Regions from separate parts of the Mus musculus genome. Here all the other regions are linked to region 1. A link is a contact called in public Hi-C data. All regions are on one chromosome and are shown on one strand. The core of a region is the stretch at or near the end of the contact, and the rest is flanking DNA. Distances in the headings are between cores, read along the strand shown.

Region 1 (5,625 bases), core at 1,794-4,293:
CCGTTGCTGCTGTAAACTGGGTATGTTTTTATCAGCTGTACCAACGCTTTATTTTCAAATCCTGGATGTTTCCAAGTTTAAAATGTAATTTTCGTAAGTGCAGGAAATGCTTTTGTTTCGCAGAGCATCTTCATCTCATGGCTTAAACTTAACATTGATGCAGAATAGCCAAAGAAATTGTGTTAATTTTAATGGAAAACAGTGTACTTCATGCACACATCCTAAACTGGAGGGAGAGAGAGATCGTGGAAAAGACTTTGAGTATAAGAAAAACTTCTTCCTCCAAAAACACCTACCTCATATTCCTGGACAAGCAAAAGGGGACAAGGGAACTGTAGAGTGCAGCCAAAGGGACTTTTGAGCTGATCAAACACATTTAAATATCTCCTCCCCAAAAGCTTGGAGATTGCACTACTCCCATCTAACAATTCAAAAAGCTTTTGGTTTTCATTTTCCTTAACAGTGGAAGGAGAGAGGAGGAGTTCACATTTGCATAGATTGCCACTGTAATCCCAAAGTGAATCCAAGACAAGCCTAAAATGCACAGATATTACAAATGTATAAACAGATCAGCAGAGAATGATGCCTATGAACAACTACACAAATATATAAAATATATTTATTTGCTCTTTTCCCAATTAAACAACTTTCACAGATTTTTGGTAGTTAATAAATCACACCACTCAAATAAGCCAGCAAAATGTTTTACGACCTATAACACAGAGTAGCATCAGCAATTAGTTCCAATGCTTTAATCTTCAATTATATGAGGTGGACATAGAAGAGAAAAAAAAATGAATGTAGCTAATTGAGAAGATAACAAAGTCTTCCCAAGTAGAATCAGATGGTCTTTGTAGCATACAATCAATTAATATTAATTATTTATTAACAATCTAGGCGACAGTCATGAACTAAAACCATTTGCATTTAATGTTTCTAACCACTTTTTTATACTAAACATCATTTGGTACAATAAACTGTACAATGTAAACAAAAGGCTCTGATCAACTCAGCATCAAAACGGAGAAGGTAATTAGATGGCACAGAGAACCCAAAAAGTGAAAGTCTTCCAGGACAGTGTTGCCACAGGATTAGGTAGGCTTTCCGCCAAAAGTGAGGTCCACTCCTTGGTTTGAAATAAGTTGTTTAGACTGAGAACTGGCACACAGGGACAGAAATCCACTGAGTTAAAGCCAGGGAATTACATCTGAGAGGCAGGGAGTGTGAGTGTACTATATTATGCATATTGAATAATCAACTGTAGCAAGCTATGTATAGCCTGCCCCCAATCTCAAGGACAAGTTGTATGATAAGATTTATTTTTAAACTACACCAAAAAGAAATTCTGACTTGCATGTAGGGTACCTATGAGGTAAGGGTAATACTAAAGCAATATACTAAAATTACATGATAATTAGTTTTAAACGAGTAGCCAGATCCTCAACAACACGGAAAATCAGAAATACATCACAGAACTCATAAAATATTATTGTTATTATTATCATCATCATCATCTTCTTCAAATTAATAAGGCCTTTAACTTTTTTTAGATTAAAGGATTGAAGATATATTGCAGGCCTATCGAACACACAGGAATAATTTTCCTAAGGTGAAAAAAGTTGGCCTAGAAGAATTTAGTGAGATTGTGGATTTCTGGCAGGCAGGTGTCTCTGGCACCGCAGGGACCCGCACCCAGGGACCCAGGGGTAGGGGTCAGGAACTAGGAACAGCACCAGAGTATGGGCTACCTTGAACTCAAATCCTGTGAGCCCAGAAGCAAAGGAGGCCCCTCCCAGTGGGGACTCCGCTCCTTGACCAGTGGCAAACTGAAGCCCGCCCTACACAGTGTCCAGGCGCCGTGAGTGGGACCCACCCGAAGTCCCCGGGTGCAGCCCAATACCGCGGCAGGCAGGGAGGGGGTGCGCGGCAGGCAGGGAGGGGGTGCGCGGCTGTCTCCAACAGAGGCGCGAACTTTTACACCTACTTTTTGTTTCACTTCGGGTTTGGCAAAGCGTTTGGTACCGCCCAGGACTGGGTCCCCAGACACTGATTTTCCACCGCACTGGGGAAGTTACCTCCCTAGCCCGGTGGCCTCCACCAGCTCTGAGAACTTCATCCCGGGTTACCAAGACATGCTCCCAAGAGTGGTAGGCCAACCGCCAGGACAACAACAAGGACAACAATCATACTAAGCTCTGCGGGAGCGGATTGTCCTGTTAGATTTCAGCATAAAAAGGGCGACGATTGCAGCAAACCAGAGTTGAAATAACCGAGAACCCGGGAGCGCGAAGGTTGGAGAAACACTGGGCTGCGGCTGCCCGGCGCTCCAACTGGCTGTGCATCTGTCTGCGGCCGTCTGGTTTTCCCTGATAGCTTGCAAAGTTTGACAAATCTCGAGGACTAGGAGCGGATCTCCCCGAGTGTCTCCCATCTTTCCCTCCGCGTGCGCCCCTCTCCCAGGAACCGATCCCACCAACTCCCAGTCCCGCGCGCAAACTTACGTTTGATCTGCCGGGGTTTACTCTGCTTTCGCCGGGACATTTCGGCCGCGGCCGCTGCCGCTGGGGTTCCTGCGGTGTCTGCGGTTCCCGCTACGGTTCCCTGGGTTGTCGCCGCCTCTGCCTCTGGGCAGGCTCGGGCCGCCGCCGGTCGGACTCCAGGTGCTCCGTGCGCTCGGGATCCCGGAGCTAGGCTCCTCCGGGAGCGGCGGATCCACGTTTGGAGATGAGCAAGCAAATGAGAGGCCGAGCAAGGGGCAGAGAGAGTGTGACAGGGAAGAGGGGAGGGGGCGACGGATAGAGCGATGGGGCTGTGGGGGGGAGGATGGGAATCTAGGAGCGATCGGCCAGGCAGAGAGAAAAGGGGAAGAAGGGGGTGGAGGGGTAAGAGAAGGAAGAGAAGGAGGGAGGGGAGGAGAGAGCGCAGGGGGACCCGGGCTGCGAGGGGCGGAGGGTGCGGGAGGAGGCGCGCGCTCGCTCTCCGTGTCCCCGGCTGCCGGGCAGAGACTCAGGCGCCGCCGCTGCCGCTCCGGGCCGCGCCGCGCTCGCACTGCTGCGGGAGGTGGCGAGGCGCGCGAGGGAGGGGCGCGCCCGGGCTGTGGGGAGGGGAGACTATGCCATCAGCGAAAGGAGGATTGGCTGCATCCAAAGCCAGTCCGGATGCAAACTCACAGCCCGGCCTCGGTCGCGTGGAGTGCAAGGGGATCGCGGCGTGGGTGGGAGTTGAAGGGGTTGATGGGGTGGGGGGAGACGTGAGGTTTGGAGGGGGCCACCTTCTGCATTTGTCACCGCGTCAATGCTGGGCAGCTGCCAGGCCACCCTTCCCCCGCTCCCCTTCCAGCAACTTCTTCCAACAGCCTCTTCCAATGGACCCTCTAACTCTCCTCCCTAATGCCTCGCCCATCTAGCAGGGCACAAAGAAATCTCAGTCTCCTTCCATAAACTTTGTGCTTCCAGTTACTGCTCCCCTCCTGGAGCCCCTGCCCTCCGCCCTCACAGTTTCTTGGCAGGAAGGTTAGGCCACTGGCAAAGTCCCCAGCGAAAGCCAGCTGATCACAAATGCCAACTGTGTGTCTTGGGGCCCGTTAAGTCCTCTCATCTGCCTGGGCTCTCAGGAGACCATTTCATCGCTGTCAGAGTTCCCAGGAGACTGCTGCGGACCCGGACCATCCCCCACTAGGCCCACAAGAGTCGGGTGATGAGCTGCGCTCAAAGTGCTTTTCTGCATCTTGCTTGAGTTTCCATTTGAAATAGTAAAATCCCGGAATCGGAAGTCAGGCAGATATTTTTCTCACATCCAAAAGGACGAAGGTTAGCTAGATTATTCGTTGTAGGTAGGAAGGGAACTATCATCTCTAATAGGAAATACTAACTTTTTATGAAGTCTGTGGAAGTTCTGCAGCTCCACCCTGCCCCCATGACCTTCCATTCTCCTAGTTCTGCCACAGGGAAGCACCGTGGAGCTAATAAAAGATTTGATCTTGTCCTAATTTTTCAATCAGGTAAGACCCAACAACTATTTCCTGGTTCTTTGGTTTATTGAGTTCTGTGTCTTTCTTATTTATTCAATGTATGCTTACGGTTTGAGAAATGGTAAGGCACAAGAGAACATTATTTTGAGGGGATTGCATAGGATTGTTTTTGTAAAATTAAGGTGAGCAAGGTTAGCTTAGGTTCCCACAGTTTTGCATAGGGTGAGTACAAAATGCAATTCTTTCCGGTGTGCTGAAGGGATGGGGTTGTGTGGAATCAGCTACTTTATGTATCATTATTTACTAATAAACTCCTGTGAAGTTGCCATGGATTCCCTAGATACTGCCAGTTTCCCCAAGGAGGCTATGAACTTGTCCACTCTGACCTGAAATTGTGTCCTCTTTCTTTGGTTGACTAGCATCCGTGTGAGCATCACCAGATGATGCTCTAAGAGGGTCTGGGATCAGCACAGAGCCTGGGCTGATTGAGCACAGTGAAGGATGGCAGGAGGCTCCATGTACAAAAGGCACTCTACTCAGTGTTGATGATTACTCCATCAGAACATCTTTTTAAAGGTGTAAAGAGTTACCTCATGAAAGGTATGGCTGAGCAAATCTTAGCACAAGGCTGAAGGCCACTTGTCTTATTACATCACATTAGCTATATGACCATATGAGGTTATGACAGTACAGTACATGGTCCTTGATACGGAAAAGGCAGTTAATGACCAAGTCCCTGCCTGCAAGGGCCAACAAATTATGATCCTAAGTACCATGAAAAGCAAGGTTATTTGTATTTGTGTGTGTGTGTGTGTGGGGGGGTTAAAAAACAGAGACTGGAGCTTTTTAGCCCCCTCATTCTCAAATCATTATAGTTGAATTGGCATGCACAGAATCTTAGAATTGGATTTATTGTACGTTACTGTTTTCATAGATCTTTCATAGAATTGGCTGACTTACATCACCCAAAAGGAATGTCCCCTGGAATTAAAATAATACAGCACTTAGTGTTTCTTTTGGCATCTGAAATGGTTAAATATGCAAAGCAAAAGAGATACCAATAAATCAGACCTCAATATTCAGTTTAAAAGCTGAAAGAAATAAAAGTCAGAATATTTAAGGAAAGGTTGATAAAATAACCAGAGTACATTGTTACAAATAGTATACTACTTTATCTAAATGCATAAATGTTTATCAATTCCAGTTTGTATGAATGAAATAAACTGAACACTCCTACATCTATTTCTCATCATTTTTAAATGAGACTATGAATTACATTTAAGGTTCAATTTTTATTTTCTCTAGTTTAACTCACCATGATTATAAAATGAAAAGACAGCAAACCCTATAAGCAATTATCTCTGTCCAAATGGATCTAGCAGCTCCAAACCAGTTACATGGCTACCAAACAATGATTATGAAAACCACAGTTGAGCAAAGCATCAGGAAACGATATTGCAAAACCACAGCAACAAATGTGTCTGTGATATTGAAAACCACAATTCACAAGTAATGCCCCGTGTCGCCAATGACGATTAACTATACATGTGCAAATGTGTAAGTAACCGCACAAAATAATTTCTCATTTACTTAAAAATGAATTATTCATCTTGAAACTCACTGACTTAATGCCTACATATTGGTTTGTTTAGAAA
Region 2 (5,625 bases), core at 1,210-3,709, 250 kb after region 1:
TTCAAAGTTCATTGCAAAGCCATATACACCAACTACATCCTCTTCTGTTTAGAATTTTGAAGCAACAAAGTAGTTTGGTGTCTAAGGAGGACATGTGAAACACTAACTTCAGTGTTGTATTTGTTTGTAACAAAAGTGAAGCAAAATTTCTAACAATTGCTATCCAATAATCTCTGATTAAAATGAAGAGGACATTAAAACCAAGAACTTTCCAAGGGAAGGAATGGAGGAAGCTAACCGCTAAGAGACCTCCAAGGTCCTCCTGTTAAGTTCTTGCATCTCCCAGTACATTGCACCTGTGCTGCTCTGTGACCAACAGAACAATCCAGATTCTATCAGTTGTCATTTCAGAGGGTGGGTTAGAACAGTGTAGCTCCCATCCTTTAAGTGACTCATCCTTTAAATGACTCCTCCACCACTCTACACACACACACACACACACACACACACACAAACACACACACACACACACACCGCGCTGTCCTCATCACTTGATCTGAGGACAGCCAGGTGGCAAGCAGCACTACCAACCAGTCCACATGTTGAAGAGCCAAAGCCTCAAATCATCCTCTTGACTTCCAGTCTCTGACCCAGAACTGGCTAGACCTCTTAAATTCTTCACTGTCAGGAATTCAGTGAAGTAACAAGTGATTGATGCTTTAAATTATTAAGTTTTGAAAGAACTTATAAGCACAGATCGCCAATACAGGACAGGGAGAAAGTACAAGAAAATGACTGGCAAATGCAAAGAGGAACAGCCAGAGAAGAATCACATGTTTGATTTCTGATCCTCTTGCAAGTGTTTGACTTCTAGTCCCACAATACATATTCAGATCTACCCCATAGTATTTGTGCTGGTTCTTTTCTGACACAATGTGTGGATAGACAACTGTGGAGAATGGTAGGATGGATAATCCCTAAGGAAGAAGAAGGAGAATTTTAGCATACATGTGTTAGCCTGTGTATATACACATATATGAATGTGTCCATGAAGCAGGAGAATTTTAGCATACATGTGTTAGCCTGTGTATATACACATATATGAATGTGTCCATGAAGCAGAAGGAGAATTTTAGCATACATGTGTTAGCCTGTGTATATACACATATATGAACGTGTCCTTCTCAGTTTTAGAAATGCAAAACTGATTTGTCAAAACAACATGATTCCTTGCTTTAAATTCCTCCGCAAAACACCAGCTGACATTATTTTAGGTCGATTAAAAATCTTTGTTTGGGCATACCTTACATCTCAGAAATATAAATTCCTTAGAAGATTTGAATAAGAAAAGCTTAGAGATGGAACCAAAGCAGACAGAATGCACATAGAAATAGCAAACAAGAAAGTTGCCATACTTTAGTAGCAGGGCATAAGGAGGCCCCATAATGTAGAATCAGCTAGACTAAGGTCAGGGTATCTGACATGATTACTGTCATTGCAGACTCGGAGTTCAGCAATATTTTCACAATTTAAATGTGAAAATTAAATAAAATAATTGTAAAGTGTTTTTAGTTAAAAGTCTCTTCTTTTGTACAAATGAAGAAGAAAGCAAGGTCACAATGTAGAAAATTAACAGACAGAAATAAACAAATATCCCTTCAGTAGCTGAGATAAATTTTATTATCTATTAAGGAAAGAAATCTATCCTCATCTTTAGTAGGTTTTGTTTGGTTAGAGGAAAAAAAAATAACTATACTTTTTTCATCTCGTTATGGTAATTAGTTTAGCTATTCTCTATGCTCAGCCACACCAGGTCCTACAGTGGTTAGATAGGAAGTTTAACTCAAGTTCTCATACTGAAGGAAATCTTGATTTCGCTGGGAAGCTACATCCCAAAGAGGCAGAGAATATTAGCACACGGTTTGCAATATACTTTAGCCTTAATACAATACAAAAGGAGGCCATGGTTAGAAAGGATCAGGGGTGGAGGCACCATGGAAAATGATAACTTAGGCCTCTGAAAAATAACTTGAACTTGGAAGGGAAGAGGATTGAAGGCACATTTCGGGTTAGCGTAGCTTCGCTTTGCCTTGCCCTTTAGCTTATAGGAGGTAAAATCACTGTGGACTTGGGTCAGCGTCCACATCTTATTACAAAGGCAGGAAGAGCGTCTCCGGAATCAGCAAGCATTCCAGCTGGAGTCCCTTTGCCACAGCCTCCCCACCAACTCCGCTTCACCTTGGTTGTACTCCACTTTCATTGCTAGGATCCACAGCCCTGCTGGCAGTGGCACGTGCTCGCATTCGTTCATCAGCTCCGATATGCTCTAGTTTTTTGCTTCACTTAATTCCTCAGATTCCTTTGTAGGTTTCATTATCCTTGTACTGTAGGTAAGAAAACTGAGGCATTTGTGCTTCCTTCGTGTGACTTGTTCCCAGCTGGCGGAATTTATAGTTTCATGTGAAGAGTCTGACTTTGTGACGAAGCTCCCTCTGTGAAGACGAATCATGTGGGTTCTCTCTTTCAACAGTCTGGATCCATCGCTCCTGCTGCAGAGCACAAAGAAGCCAGATACAGACCCAGTCAACAAGGAGATTTGATCTGGAGAGGTTCCTGCTCAAACACACCACACCCAGCTCCGTGCTGCCTGTGCTAAACTGGCAGCGGGAAGAGCAGCTGGTGAGGGCAGAGGAAAGGAAGCACCTTATTCTAGGAGCTCACGTCGGGAGAGAATCAGCCACCAGCCCCTGGCTTTCTCAGCCTTAAACAGAGGAGATGCTGCCACAACTACTTGAGGTCAGATGACCTCTACCTTCACCTTCACTCATGGCCTCCTGACTGATCACGAGTGAAAATGGGACGAAGTCACCATATCGAACACCCTCCGTGCCGGGAGGAAATGAATGGGGCAGCCTTGCATAATTGGGATTTCCTATAAAAATGAAACATGTTTTCACCATCAAACACTATCTTATAAATCCTAGGGCAATGTTCCAAGGGCTTTGATTCACCCTGAAATGATTTGCCTCTCAGAATGTTTCAATTTCTGGATTTAGCAACTCTGAGCTGTGGTGCAGGAAAAAAGAAAAAAAAAAAAAAAAAAAGAATATATTTTGAAAAATCCTTGAAGCTAAGGGCTCAGAGGAACCAAGTAGCCAGCTAGCAATTGCTGTATATTCCATTTCATTTTCTGTTTTTGCATGAGGATTGCTGGATGGTGGGTATTCAAACAAAAAACAGTACCAAAAAAAACAAACAAACAAACAAAAAAAACCCAAACAAACAAACTCACACAAATACCAGCCTTCAACCTTTCCATCTATATTAGTGGTTCTCAGCCTTCCTAATGCTGCAGCCCTTTAATACAGCTCCTCATGTCATTGTGACCTCCAGCCACAAAACGGTGACCCCCCTCCCAAACATAAAAGTATTCGTTGCTACTTTATAAATGTAGTTTTGTTGCTGTTATGAATCATAACATAAATATCTGATATGCAGGATATCTGATATGCAACCCCTTAATAAAAGAGAGATTCGACTACCCCACAATTGGGTTGAAACCCACAAGTTGAGAACAAATGAGTACCTATATACTGACCCTATATACAGATCTATAGACTAACATCAGAGGAAAATTCTGCTAACATTTGGATCATGTTCATCTCTAGAAGGAGCTACAAGATCAGAATTTTTCTTGTGCATATTAGCCTGTTCAGGGCAGGCCCTGGCACACACCACTTACACACTAAATGTTGGTCGTTCTTTTTACTACTAAGGTAAAAATATTCCTTTCCTATCTTTCTGCAGCAAAGAAGCAACGATTTTGTTGTGACAAAGTCATGAAGATGTATGCTCCTTCTTATTTGGGGTCAGTTCTTAATTCTGTACCTGGCAGTGTGAACTGACTTTAGTTATTAGTTCATATTCCTGCTTCTAGGTTACCTTCAGTTCATTACATTATGGTGTTGCCTTGACCAATTACTAATTAGTTGTTTTTCTTTGTAAAACATCAAATGTATAATGCTCGAAATATCCAATCTGTGACTCAGTCACAGGACACATGCATTGGAAAATGGTCCTTCGGGCTGCTTTTTCTGGCCTCAGTGGGAGAGGATGCACCTAATTCTGTAGAGACATGATGTCCCAGGGTGGGGCGGATACATGGGGGCCACCCTCTTAGAGATGAAGGGGAGGGGTGGGGGAGGAACAACTCTGGCAGGGGGGACCCGGAGGGGGGCCAACATTTGGGATGCAAATAAATAATAAAAAATTTTAGCTATCTTCACCAACTTAATTCTGAATAAAAATGTAATGAAAGAAAAAGAGAGAGAGACAGAGAGATAGAGAAGGAGGCCCTTTGAACACCCTTCTTGGTCCACTCATAGTTAAGGACCCCTGCAATCAGCATCTAATTAAACTGATTAATTTACTTTAATTCACTTTCCAATCTTTGCCAGCTAGCCATCCTCCACCCTAGTTAGAATCTTTACTGCTTTGTACCATAACAAGTATTCTGTTTCACTGGGTGTTTTGAGGACTGTAAGATAGTCTGAACAATGTTAGCACAGGTAGGGCCCTATATATGTTAGTATATGTTAGCACTTCTATGGGGGTCCATGTCTGTCCCCTCTACTGATACACACTCTGTCCTGAGAAGACCCAATGCTTCATTTCATTGTGTGTGGCACATGGTGGAAACTCAGTAAATGTAGGAGGAATAATATTCAGGCTCCTGAAAATGAATATTGTAGTGCATACAATATTGTTATCAGTGTCACTACCTTGTGACAGTCTGCCAATTGGTCTTCTAAATGTACTTCATAAAAAACCCACTACTTAAAGCCTTAGAATTAGGTCTCAATCTGTATCATTTTCCCTTAGAAAAATAGCCTCTACCCTTTAATGTTAGTGCTTTGTTTAGTTTGGGAAGGCTGTCTTGTCATCCTCAGCCTCTGCCTCTGAACTCTTCTTAACGTGTGCTTAGTTTCAATTCGAGCTTTTTCTTTTAAGATTTCCCAAATCGTTCCCATGAAAATACCCCCTACGTTTTTATAATTGATCTTCCCTGCTTCAAACTCTCCTCTTGTTTGATTTGTTTTTACAATGTCTATCTCATGTTAACAATCATTTAAATTATGCTTTAAACAAAACAAAACAAAAACAAAAAACCACCACCATCAAAACCAGACATCTCAATGGCCTGTGCTGCAAGGGCTGCCTGCTGCACACTTCTACAGAAGTCAGTGCTTAAATTTGTATTTGTTGTTAGCATGGCTCCTTCTGTCTGTTTTCTGAGACAGGATCTGTCTTTATCATCCAGACTGGCTTCAGACTTACAATCATCTTCCTTTGGCTTCCCAAAGTGCTAGAATTCCAGGCATGCCACTAAAGCCTGCTTTCCTAAATTCATAATGACAGAAATAATCTTGTATGAGTGTGATTGAAAGTCACAGTAAAAAGGCCCATTGATGCAGAATCCCCATACGACGTTTAATTCCACAGTATAACCTGCTTGTCATCTTCATTACCTCTTATTCCTAGCAACAAGCGCATAATCTGCCAAATCGAAAGCATCAAGTACCAGAATACACAGCACAGAGAATGAATAAATGAACATTTAAACGAAGTAGGAAGCTAAAATGAATCACGGAGAAATTTTGAGATGAATAAGTTGTCTCAGCTTCA
Region 3 (5,625 bases), core at 2,152-4,651, 200 kb before region 1:
ATAAAACTTAAGTGTTTAGGCAAAGTACACTTGAGTAATTGATTTAAAATAGAACTTGTTGATTGAAGAACAATTATTACTATATCATCATCGATAGCTATCACTTTGTAGAAACTATTATGAATCATTAACTTTATCATTTAGGTGATTAAAAATAAAAAGTCACATTCTTTTATTCAGCAGATGAAAAGGCCAAGGGTTAGTGGGAGCATACTATTTCATAAAACTGTCACAGAATCTGGGTAGAGGCAGTTATAAAAATTATTTTCACAACTGCAGGATCTTGCAAAAAATACATTCTACCATGTGAAAATAGTCTTTCATCTTGAAATAGAAGGAAAAGATTAAGAAACAATGTAAGTAGAGAATCAAAAAGGCATTTAATCTGAGAAGGAAAGAGAGAGAAAGAATCTTTCAAATTTAAACTTTTTTCCCCATTTTTTATTAGGTATTTAGCTCATTTACATTTCCAATGCTATTTTTAAAATGTTTAAAACCACTTTAAATCTGACTTACAAGTTTTTAAAATACTAAGGGAAAGTTAATAGAGAAAATAATTACTCTCAAATCATTAAAATACATAGTGCAGATTGCTTCTCTTTTAAAATGGCCTAAAGGCGAAACTCTTCAGGCAGTTTGAGGAAACAGTGTAATATAATAAATAAATGGACAGCCCAGAAATACAGAAACAAATGTTATAAATTTTCTTCTAGGTACAAGTGGAAGATTTAACACTTGTAAAATGATACAACTATTTTGTGATCCGACTAAACTGATATTGGTCAACTTTGTGTTTGGGGTCCTACGAGTACCTCTAACACCAACATAATTATAACTTTGCCATAAAAAAAAAGAGGTACATAATAAATCCAGGGCTCTTTCCTCCAGCATCACAGAGGTGCATGTAAATTGTTGGAGGTCATTTTTATGGGTTCGCTTACTATCTATCATAGTCATGACTGCACATAAAAACTGTCCCGTAGACAATAAATCCGTCTCAGGCAAGGCCTTCCTCTTATCCATGCCGTGTCTTACTGCCACGGAGCTCTGGCTCCAACGTGCACCGAAGCAGTACATCCTGAGCAGAGAATATTTAGAGAGATTTTTTTTTTGTCTGATGTTTACTAAAGCCACATCTCCACAGGTGGGTGGGACTGCTGGTTGCTTGCAGTGCTAATTCTCTGGTGTGCCTAAACTCAGCAATTTCCTGCATCCATATCCCCCTTTTCTGGATTGAATTGAACACTTTCATGAAATCAATTCTAGTGCTCAAACACAATGTTTATCACTTAATGTTTCTCAGAAAAACACCATTCATATATATCATTAGAGGAGAGAATGTAGATAGTTTGTGAACCACAGATGTTGACAGTAAACTCAAACTGCTATTGAGAAGTTCATGTGTCTTAAGCTATCTTGCTTGGTAGTTTTAATTAGTTTTAAATTTTAATTAGTTTTCCATGTTAACAAAATAACTGAGACCAGGACAGTTATATTTTTATGTTTCTTTAGTTTGCCACTTACTACGTCTGAATCGTAATGGTCCCACTTCTATTTGCTGCCCGTTAATTGACATGTTTTACTTTTCTCTTGCTAAACGTTTTACTGTAAGGTTTCTTTGAGTTCTGCCAAGATATCTTTGAATGTTCTGTACCAAATAGTGACTGCCACATATTTTTCTACCAGCAAGCCCCTTTCCAGAGTAAGTACCATTGATTTTATTTTGAGCCACTTTATATGAAGCATTTGACTTTTTTCTTTTAAGCATCAAAACAGCAATCCTGTTCAATTCTTAGCAGTATCCGGGGAAAAGAGGCGTGTAACTGCTCAAAACTGTTTAATCAAAAAGGAAGGTCCTGGTTGGCCCAAAGCATCTTAGTTCAAGATATTTATCAGTATGTACTTTTATTCCTGCCCACCTGACCTGTGCTCTTCTGTGGTTATGTAAATCAAACACTGGACTCTGCAGAGGCTAGGGTTCTACCACTTAGCAACTCCTTGCACTTTCCCACTGTCTCTTAACAGATGATCTAGTTTATAACATAGTGACTTTTGAGAAAAAGGTAAACTATTTCCAAACCACAGCAGCTAGGAAAATAATTCTCAAACAGAATTATGAAGCAAAAAGAAAAATCCAGAAGAGAATATGAACTTTTTTTTTTTCCATTTTAATTTAAAATTGAGGCTAACATCTAGAGCTTACAAGGATTTAAAAGTACTCTAAAGGAGGTGCAAACAATAATTCAGTGGTGTCCAAACTTCGCAACTAGCGCCCAGGGGCTACAAAATGCTATCTTTTTCTGCTGAAACAAAGGAGGCAGGAAAAGATTAAGCCAAGGGGTAATCTAATAAAGGGTTTGCTAGGCATGTTGAGTATTTAAATTTTTTATCTTCAAGATAAGCATATCAAGTGAGCATCATTAACATCCAATTAAGTTTGAAGAAAGAAAAGTTAGACAATTCCTTTAAAGGAATTGATACACTTGTTTAAAGTATGGTGAGAAAGGCATGGCTAACTTTTTAAGGTACATATATTCAGCATTGCTCCCCAAACTGTTCAGAACTCAACATATTTGTTTGCTGTACTATTTACATGACGAAGAGTTGACTTGTTCATGACCAAAATGCGTTCTTTCAACACGAAAGCCAGACAAAAGGTATTGTTGGGTTCGCATGTCATTATCTTGGTTTTTATTTTATATGGAGAGGAATGAGTAATACCTCCTTTGGAAATTGACATTACCAAAAGTGAGTACATATCTTACGAGACTGAGATCTAAGCAAAGGAAGAATTTGTAACTGGCACTACATTGGGAAGTAAATGAAACAAAATAAAGAATAAATAAAGAATAAAACAAAAATAAAAACAAAAATCCCTAAATTATCAACAGACTATGTTAACCATAGTAAGACTTCAACTATCTTATAGTCTTACAACCCGAGATTGTGGTAGGTTTTCATATTTGCATTTTCAGGGGTATAATACAGTTGTTGACCCAGGGTCACACACATAGAATTAAATAAACTTTTGAAATCACTGCCAGCACTGTGAATTTAGGAGTTCATGGATAGGCTCCACTATTTCTATCTAGGAAATACAATAATCACAAAGTAGCTAGATTAATACTTAGGTTGGACACAATAAACTCAAACAAGATAGTTTCTTTTACTAGGTCAGACTTCCATCTCACTGTTAAGATACCTATTCTGTTGGACCCAGCCCAAGGCTCTCCCACAGGTTTCAAAGGGAGCCACGGTCATAGTGTTCTTTCCTGATATCAACTCTTCCCTGACAACCCCCATGCTTTAATTCATGTCTTCCTAGCACTCACTAATCATGCTTATGGTATGTGATCTACTGGCTCACAACTGCAAATGGCCCTTAAAGCCAACAATATGTCTAGTGTTCATAAATGTGTCTTTCGAATCACCTTGAGGAATTTTCATTGTTTGTAACATGGACAGAGACTCCATTATCTTGGTGCAAATAAGATTAGTTCCTAACAGAAATCTGCTTTCTTTATGAACATTATGAAAGGGCCTCCGACCTTCAACTTGAGGAGTACAGCATTGGGGAAAAAAGATAAAATTCCACACTAAAATGTGAAAAATTGAAAGGCGACGTGGGGGAGAAAAGAAACTTGGCAAACACCAAGACTTGCTTATAAATGACTTCTTTTCAAATAATCACCAACATCCTCCCAACCATTCTTCACAGAGACCAAAAGAAACTAGGACTATGGGTAAAATTAACATAAAGATTAAAATAACTGTATTCATTATTTAATACTACAATTAACATGGTAAATTCTCAGGACGACCCCAATATCATACTAAATTTAGAAACGTACAAAAATCAAGGGACATTTTGTCCTTTTAAACTTGTATAATATGTAAGTTAATCAGGATCTTACTATGTATAAATTGAAACTTAAACTATCGTATGATTTCAAGTGCCTCATTGTTCTTAACTCAAACCAGAGATCATTAAAACTTTGAAATATTCTTTAATTCTTAGAAACTCAGAGGCCTTGGCCAAGACCTATTGCCTCTTCAGACAGGTTTCCCCAGCTAATTAAAATATTCAAACAACTCTGTGCAGGGCCTCGTTGTACAAAAATCTTTAATGTATGTTTATTAAGAAAGATGAAATTCTTAAGTTTGAAGGCAATCATAGAAAGTCAGAAATAATGGTACCAAATAACCATGTGTGGATGGTGAAGTCTACGTGCATAGCTTCCAATATTTTGATAGTCAGAAGGTAGAGTGAGCTTAGCTGCCCCTAAGGCTGAGTCACTGAAGCCAGCTGTGTGGCAGGGGAGATATAGTCATTAGGTGGATAGAGGCTCAGTAATTTTCAGAGAACTTCATTGTCCTCAGCCTGAAACTGACTTCACAGTTGCTTTGATGTGATGAAAAGGAGCCCAGAAAAAGTCAAAAGGAATGACATTCATCCAGACAACCCAAGATGGAGACTTACACAGAGAATAGCTTGTTTCCAAAGCAAACAAAACACTCAATTTATGTGATGGCATAAATGCTGGAACTGTTTGTTATGTGCAATATGGGAGTGTTATTTTTAAAGCATGGACTCTGTAGTGTTCTTCTCTATTGTCTGGATTTTTTTAAGGCTGTCATAATTCACATTCAGGATTAAGATTAATTTTGAGCAATTGGCTCACAAGAGGCATGCATTGAATAAGACTACCATAGTAGCATGAATATATGTGAGTGTGTGTGTGTGTGTGTGTGTGTGTGTGTGTGGTGTCATAATGGTGATTCCGTATGTATGCTTCCACAGAAATTTAAAAGAACCTTTGGGAAACAGTGTCCTTGCTTTATGACTTATGGAGGCTGTATGGAAATCTGGATCCTAACTCAAAGTAATTTATTTAATGGGAAGGAGGCCAATAACTGACCCACTTGTAATTTCCAGTCTATTTATTCTTCAACAAAACTTTTTCATATGTTTGATACAGAACAGTATTTGAACATTATGGTGAAACATCCTAAGAGCCAAATGTCATATCTTATCAGATACACTCTGTAACAAAGAAAAGTCATTTTATGATCCAAATGTAACTAGTCTCTCAAAACTTGCTGTTTGTGTAGATACAACTTTCTTTGGTCATTTGGATGAAGGCACTCTCCTGAATCCCAGAACTCTTTTCTCCACACCAGAAAGCCATCATGTGCAAATTGTCAATATTGTCCACTCCACCAGCACCTTTATTCAAAAAGAATCTGTCTTCCCATTGCTCTTAAGCCAAGCACAAAATTCTTGAACACTTCACATTCAGTCTGGCTATTTCCTGGTCTCTCCCTCTCTTCATTTCAACCTCAGATATTTTCACTGTGAATTTCATATACTGAGGACATTGAACAGGATGTGTTTTCTGCCAAATGTTCTCCCTGTTAAAACGAGTTCCCATTCAAACTGATGCCACGTTGTCCTATGATACTGATCGTAATGTTTAAATAAGGTCTTAAATGCTGTAAGTTCTTCGTTTAACTCTTACCTTATAATTGAGAAGGCAAATGCAAACAGCAGGAAAGAGGGGAAAGCAAGCTTATGAATTGATAGTAGATCATGGTCTGCCCAGTTACCCTACAGCTTTTTATGAG
Region 4 (5,625 bases), core at 1,853-4,352, 180 kb after region 1:
TATATTTTGTATCTCACAAACCACATTTTTCCTTTGTGACTATGAAATTCCATCCGGACCACTTTTGCGGAAAACCATTTCTGCCTTCCTGGTACCAATAGAAAGTCCTGGTAAGGCTCATGGATAGATTAGTGGACATGGTGGAATTATTCAGACACATCCCAAGTGAGATTTTAAATTCAGATGTAACAAAGGCATTAAATAAACAAAGTATCAAAAAACCAAGCTGAAAAATGACCAGAAAAAGACATATCTTTGTAACACCCACTAAAGAGCAGTGTTTCCCAAGAGATTCAAGGTGAAACAGTGTCGTATCAGAAGATTCAGCATCAAAGCAGAAAAAAAGCAATCCCTTTACACCTTGGTGTCCTAGTGCCTTAAAAACATGGTGTTTATTAACTGTGTCAATAGTATTTATTAGCTATCTCATTTTTGTTTTACACAGAGCAAGTAATGATCAAGAATTGCTTTGATATTCTTTCAGATCACTATACAAAATATCACAAATTAGAAAGCTTATAAAGACCAAGAAATTGTTTCTCACTTCTTCTGCAGTCTAGAAGATTCAAGATCAAGGTGCAGGTGACCGTGAGACTTCTGAGACCCTGCTTCTCCACAGACAGCCTTTGTTTGCTGTGACCTCTCATGTGGGAAGCTCCACAGAGCCTCTTGTTCTTCTTTGGTGAAGGTACTAATTTCACCCATGAGGGCTCTGCTCACAGGACTCACTTTCCCAAAGCCCTGCTGCTTAAGGTTGAAGGTTAGAATTTCAGCATACAAATTTTAATGGCAAATAAATATTCAGACCCTTGAAGGAAAGAAAGGTATTCGCTTAAAATTGTACAAACGAAAGAGCAGAGCCGGCATTAAGGTTGCAGCCTTCATCAGAATCCAAAGAGTAAAATCTTCCTGCTCCAGCACACTGCCTTTAACATTCTTTTTTTTCTGTCATAAAACCCAGGATAAACAGAATAGATCCTTGGACTTCATTGTTTCTAAGGCTGGGGATAAAAAGAGAAAAATGCTATAAGGTGGGACACCCTAGGACCTGAAGGTCCCAGAGGATCAAACAGGGTTCTTTCTCAAGGTCATTCTGAAGGTCAGGCGAGTGGGACTCTTAGGTCAGTGCTCAGTAGACTGCCATCTCTAGCAAAAAAGGAGGCAAAAACTACCCATTAGAGAACAAAAAGAAAACAAAACCTCACTAATCTATCTCCCAAAATAAGTGGTTATTCCTGACTTTGCAGCTGGGACGTGTTTTTAGGCTCACTAATAGCAAGATACTAGTAAACACCTTCCACCTGAAGTAATGATTTGGTTAGGAAACGCATTCCTACAGAATAACCAACGGTGGCTATGAATATATTTCTGCCACTCCTTTGATTGTGTCATGTGGTATTATGATTCTTTGAGCATTACTGCTAAGATGTGACATGTTTTCAAAACGATCATTAAAATAGCATAATTACTACCAATTGTTCAAAGCAATGAAATGCTATTTATTATATGATATGCAGGCACATGAATGTGCTTTTCTTGTTCAATTTGTGTTGATTTCAGTTTTTATTATACGGCTAGGATATTGATCAAGCACTTTAGCAAGTGCCCTCAAAAAACAGAAAGAAATAGTTTACTCTTTTACTACCACCAACTTTAATATGAAATATTTTTGCCAGGATTCTGTGAACACCAATCGTATAATACAAACCATGGAAAAGTTCCAGGCTGTGTTGATTTGTTTTATGAATGCTGTGTGATGCCAGATTGGAGGTGTACATCTGTGGGGGTTGGCCAGTCATCCTTCTGCCGTCTGTGTATCTGTATGGTTAAATGAATTAGCTAATATAAAAACAGCATAAACAAGTTTAGTGTCATGGAATTTCCTTTATAGCACACAGAATATTCATATCTAAGTGAAGAAGTAGAGAGTCATGTCCAAGTGCTGTAACTTGGGATAGAGCACAGTATCGAGTAGAAAAGCCCTGAGCACATGGTGCTTAGCTGCTCCCCTTTTCACCGTTTTTTTTTTTTTTTTTTTTGTGCATAGTTTTACCAGTGGTAGTATCTCTGCAAACTAGAATGGAGAACACAGATATTCTGCAGTACTGGAGAAACCATCCAGTATCTGAAGGCCGTTCAGTGACCACTCAATTCCTAACTCTTTGGAGGAAACCAAGCCAGAAGGGTTCACTCGTCAACTCTGGATACTCACCTCTGAATTATTATTTTTTTTTTTTGTACAGCAAACACTATAATCAGCTACCAAGAGAGCCTCCTACTCTGACGTATGTATCAGGTAGCAATGTAACATTCCTGTCCTAGGCTTTGCATCCACTGTGCGTCAATCTACAGCACTTCGGGTCTCCGGGCTCACACTGAAGTCTCTTCTAGCCAACATTCACCTTGCATTTACTCCCCGTTGGATTAACCATAAAATGTTTTCTGATATATTGGTTGACTTTAACTTTCATTGTGGTTTTTTTTTCTTGCTTCTTAAATATTATTTTGTTTGAGGCATTACTTCTGTCTGGATTCATTGTGTGTGTGCAAGTGCATATGTGCATATGTGGGTATGATGTGCACATGTGTGCCTGTGTAACAACTATGAGCATGAATAAAGAGAAGCAGTGAATGATCTCTTCAAAGAAAGTATGCATACAATATACAGTAGATATAATTAGTGTTAATTTCAATGGTGGGATTTTTAAGTTGGAGAAGAAACAATAAAACTTTTATTTTTAGCTAACAGTTTGTGAGCTAATTTAGTCCTTGATTTCCTTCCAAGTATGATAGTTTAAATTTGCCCCAGATGGAATTTCTCTTCTGTTCAAATTGCTGGACAGCAACAGAACAGCCATTTGTAACAAAGTCTGCAGAAGTGGGCTGGTGCTCCTACTCTTCCAAATACATTGGTCTGTTTGTAAGAAGAGTGGCCCCCATAAATCACCATGAATTAAAGAGGTACACACCCGTCCCAATCCAAACATCAGGAAGAAGTGGTTGCCCAATAGATAAGGACATAAACAAGTGCACAGCATCACTTGAGCTTCTCCAGCAGGTCCGTATTTTTGGAATGCAGCCCGCGCTATTTCACATGCTGCTCTCTCTCTAATCTTGACTGACTCACAGTCTTGTGATAGTGAGATAAGCTAGGTAGGCAAATTTTTATAGAGTTGCAATTACTGAAATTGTCATTACGCTGCTCACTGTAAAATAAATATAGATAGAAGTGAAATTATGCGCAGGCTAGAAGTAGAAAGTGTTTTGCTTCTGTTTGCTAAATTAATCTCTTCCTAAATGGCTGCAGGCCAGGTAGGTTAGCATTTGTGGTTTCAAAGGTTTTCAGCGCTTGCAATGAGCCATGAAATTACTGCATGCTGCTGAAAATGGCAGCTGATGAAAGGAGAAGAGAGAATCCCAAAGGCAGAAAGACAGGAGGAAGCAAAATTACAGGCAGAAAGTCTGATTTTTGATGTTGCTCATTGTGAAATGTACACCCAAACTTTTAATAAAACATAAAACATTAATAAACCTGCTAACAATTCCTCACAATTGCTTTTGAAGTCTGAGTATAATTTCTGAATACTTATTAAAACAGGCAGCAAGTGGCTCAGAGGTCGGTGAGCAGGCTCCTGTCTGTGGGATGGGCTCTGTGGGAAGGCTTGCTGCTTAGGACTTTTGAAATAAGATTTTTTTTATTGATGATTTTAATTGAATTGTACAAAGGATTGATTTTCAGTTAAGGAAAGTACCCAGTTGCCTTTACCCAGGTTCCTTTAGTTTCCATTAGAATTAACTAATCTCAGTTTTGATACATTCCCTGGCATGCACACAACCAGAGCTGCTATCTTGTTTTGAACCATTTGAACATCCATAGAATAAGGTGATATCTATGTCTTCATTTGTAGTTTTAAAAGCCCTTTGGGCCTGAGGGCTGTGCCCTATGGGTTCTTACCCTTTTCTCAGGAAGAATGTGAATCGGTTTGATTTTGAAAAACCACAAACACCATACCTTGCCACAGACAGGCAGGCTATCCATGTCAAAAGGAGGCATTCTCTGGCTCCCTAGGCTTTGCCTCATGAGGATCCATTTCAAATTGAAGGTTGTAACAGTTCTTAAATATATTTATAAAGGTGTTTCCCATCTTGTAATGAAAATCAGTCTTCAAAGCCTTCAGACACTTCATAGCCAAGAGAGATTCCTGAGACATGCAGGGATGCTATTTAGAATTCCACAATTTCTGGATATTAGACAAACTGCAACTGGAGTTCATTTGTACTAAAACAATCTTGCTACCACTAATACAAAACACACACACACACACACACACACACATTCTTAGAGATTCTAAGCACTCACAGTTGCATGGTTTTATAGATTAATTACTAGGAAGACAGAATTGTAGAGATTTTTGGATTAAATTTAGTTATAGGAGACATAAATGATCTAATGATTACTATTCATGCCTGCTCAAATAGTTACTGTCCCTGAGTTATTAGAAAGCAGTTTTTACTTCTAGCGAGGGAATGCTCTGAACTGAAAAGTCAGTGCATCTTACATGAAGAATTCTTTAATATGAGCCACGAAACCTTCAATAAAGAGGGGCCAGCAAAGCTAGGTAATTATTCATCATTAAAAACAAGACTGTATGCAGGAGGTGCGGGTGCTTCAATCGTCTTTGTAGCCATATGCCACCATCTACAAAATTCTCATTTTAATTCTTAGTGTACCACTATTTTTCCTCTTAAAAAAAAAAGACACATTATATGATTTCAGATTAACGTGATCTGTTGGAAAATGCATTTGATTTGGAATTAGGCAAACACAACTTGGCCACCTTGCCATTAGTCACGGGATAAAGAGCACTGCTACACTGTGTCTTACTGTTTTAGTTTAATTTTGATCTCCCATGACTGTCATCTACTCTGCGAGTATGGGTGTGAGTGTGTGTATATGTATGTGTGCATGCCTGCCTGCGTGTGTGTGTATATGTGCATGCCTTCTTGTGTGTGCATGCCTCTGTGTGTGTGCATGCCTTCCTGTGTGTATAAGTGTGTGTTTGTGTGTGTGTCTGTGCATGCCTGCCTCTGTGTGTGTGTGTGTGTGTGTGTGTGTGTGTAGGCATGCATGCCTGCCTGCATGATCCAGACAATCAAAGAAACAGTGAAGTCATAGATTAAGATAAATGTGCACAGATTTTTTTATATAAACCTTTTATATAATTGTGAGAGAGGATGTTAAAATGAAATTTGAGATAACATTAGTTTTCAAATAATACTGTGGAAGGCAACCAAGAAATCTGCAAAATTTTTAAAAAGCTGAGGACACAGACTAAGTGGCAAGAAGGCTTCCTGCAAAGAGAACCGACCACTGTGTCTCATACCTGAACTGTTTGCTGATTTCTAGAAGAAATCCTTTCTCTACTTCTGTTTCCATGCTAACAAATTGTGAATCAAGCTACAATTGTCAAGTATTCAGATCAAGTTCTTATGATCTCCAATCTACTCTGATTCCTGTTGATATCAAAACTTCAGTAAAAAGAAAGACGGGCAAGGGGATAAACACAAGATTAAAAACAAAGTAAAATTCAATTATATACCTCCTACTCCTTGCTGAAGTCACCA

Evidence for each region. A called contact is a pair of places that touch in the nucleus more often than the background predicts.
Region 2: a Hi-C map of cerebral cortex shows a contact between it and region 1, with 2.2 times the contacts expected there. The contact joins the enhancer-like site here to the promoter of Zfpm2 in region 1. A contact is called at or near these places in 4 of 39 promoter capture datasets (the 3T3-L1 cell line and liver), 3 of 484 Hi-C or Micro-C datasets (cerebellar granule neurons and cerebral cortex), 3 of 115 datasets of contacts at active chromatin or transcription factors (the NIH/3T3 cell line, embryonic forebrain and stem cell-derived neural progenitor cells) and 1 of 9 other capture datasets (liver).
Region 3: a Hi-C map of Sertoli cells shows a contact between it and region 1, with 3 times the contacts expected there. The contact joins the enhancer-like site here to the promoter of Zfpm2 in region 1. A contact is called at or near these places in 3 of 484 Hi-C or Micro-C datasets (Sertoli cells and uterus), 2 of 115 datasets of contacts at active chromatin or transcription factors (neural progenitor cells and stem cell-derived neural progenitor cells) and 3 of 9 other capture datasets (adipose tissue, embryonic tail and liver).
Region 4: a contact with region 1 is called in a Hi-C map of cerebellar granule neurons, with 2.4 times the contacts expected there. The contact joins the enhancer-like site here to the promoter of Zfpm2 in region 1. A contact is called at or near these places in 3 of 39 promoter capture datasets (the 3T3-L1 cell line, hippocampal neurons and pre-B cells), 4 of 484 Hi-C or Micro-C datasets (adipose-derived mesenchymal stem cells, cerebellar granule neurons and cerebellum), 1 of 115 datasets of contacts at active chromatin or transcription factors (embryonic hindbrain) and 1 of 9 other capture datasets (embryonic trunk).

Annotation. Positions count from the first base shown.
Region 1 is chr15:40,652,460-40,658,084 of GRCm38.p6, reverse strand. It overlaps Zfpm2 (zinc finger protein, multitype 2), which reads right to left and starts at 3,043. Exons shown (of 8, transcript NM_011766.5): 1 at 2,502-3,043. The coding sequence starts at 2,541.
Region 2 is chr15:40,397,080-40,402,704 of GRCm38.p6, reverse strand. No RefSeq gene overlaps it. Among named protein-coding and RNA genes, the nearest start is that of Gm41311, 57 kb to the right of the region's middle. Within about 2 kb of position 2,459, at least 3 of the 459 cell types and tissues checked have an H3K27ac peak or open chromatin away from gene starts, as enhancers often do. A contact at or near this core is called in cerebral cortex, where this site is marked.
Region 3 is chr15:40,848,412-40,854,036 of GRCm38.p6, reverse strand. All of the region lies in intron 3 of Zfpm2 (zinc finger protein, multitype 2), which reads right to left. Among named protein-coding and RNA genes, the nearest start is that of Gm33353, 110 kb to the right of the region's middle. Within about 2 kb of position 3,401, at least 7 of the 459 cell types and tissues checked have an H3K27ac peak or open chromatin away from gene starts, as enhancers often do. A contact at or near this core is called in Sertoli cells, where this site is marked.
Region 4 is chr15:40,473,543-40,479,167 of GRCm38.p6, reverse strand. No RefSeq gene overlaps it. Among named protein-coding and RNA genes, the nearest start is that of Gm16294, 51 kb to the left of the region's middle. Within about 2 kb of position 3,102, at least 7 of the 459 cell types and tissues checked have an H3K27ac peak or open chromatin away from gene starts, as enhancers often do. A contact at or near this core is called in cerebellar granule neurons and cerebellum, where this site is marked.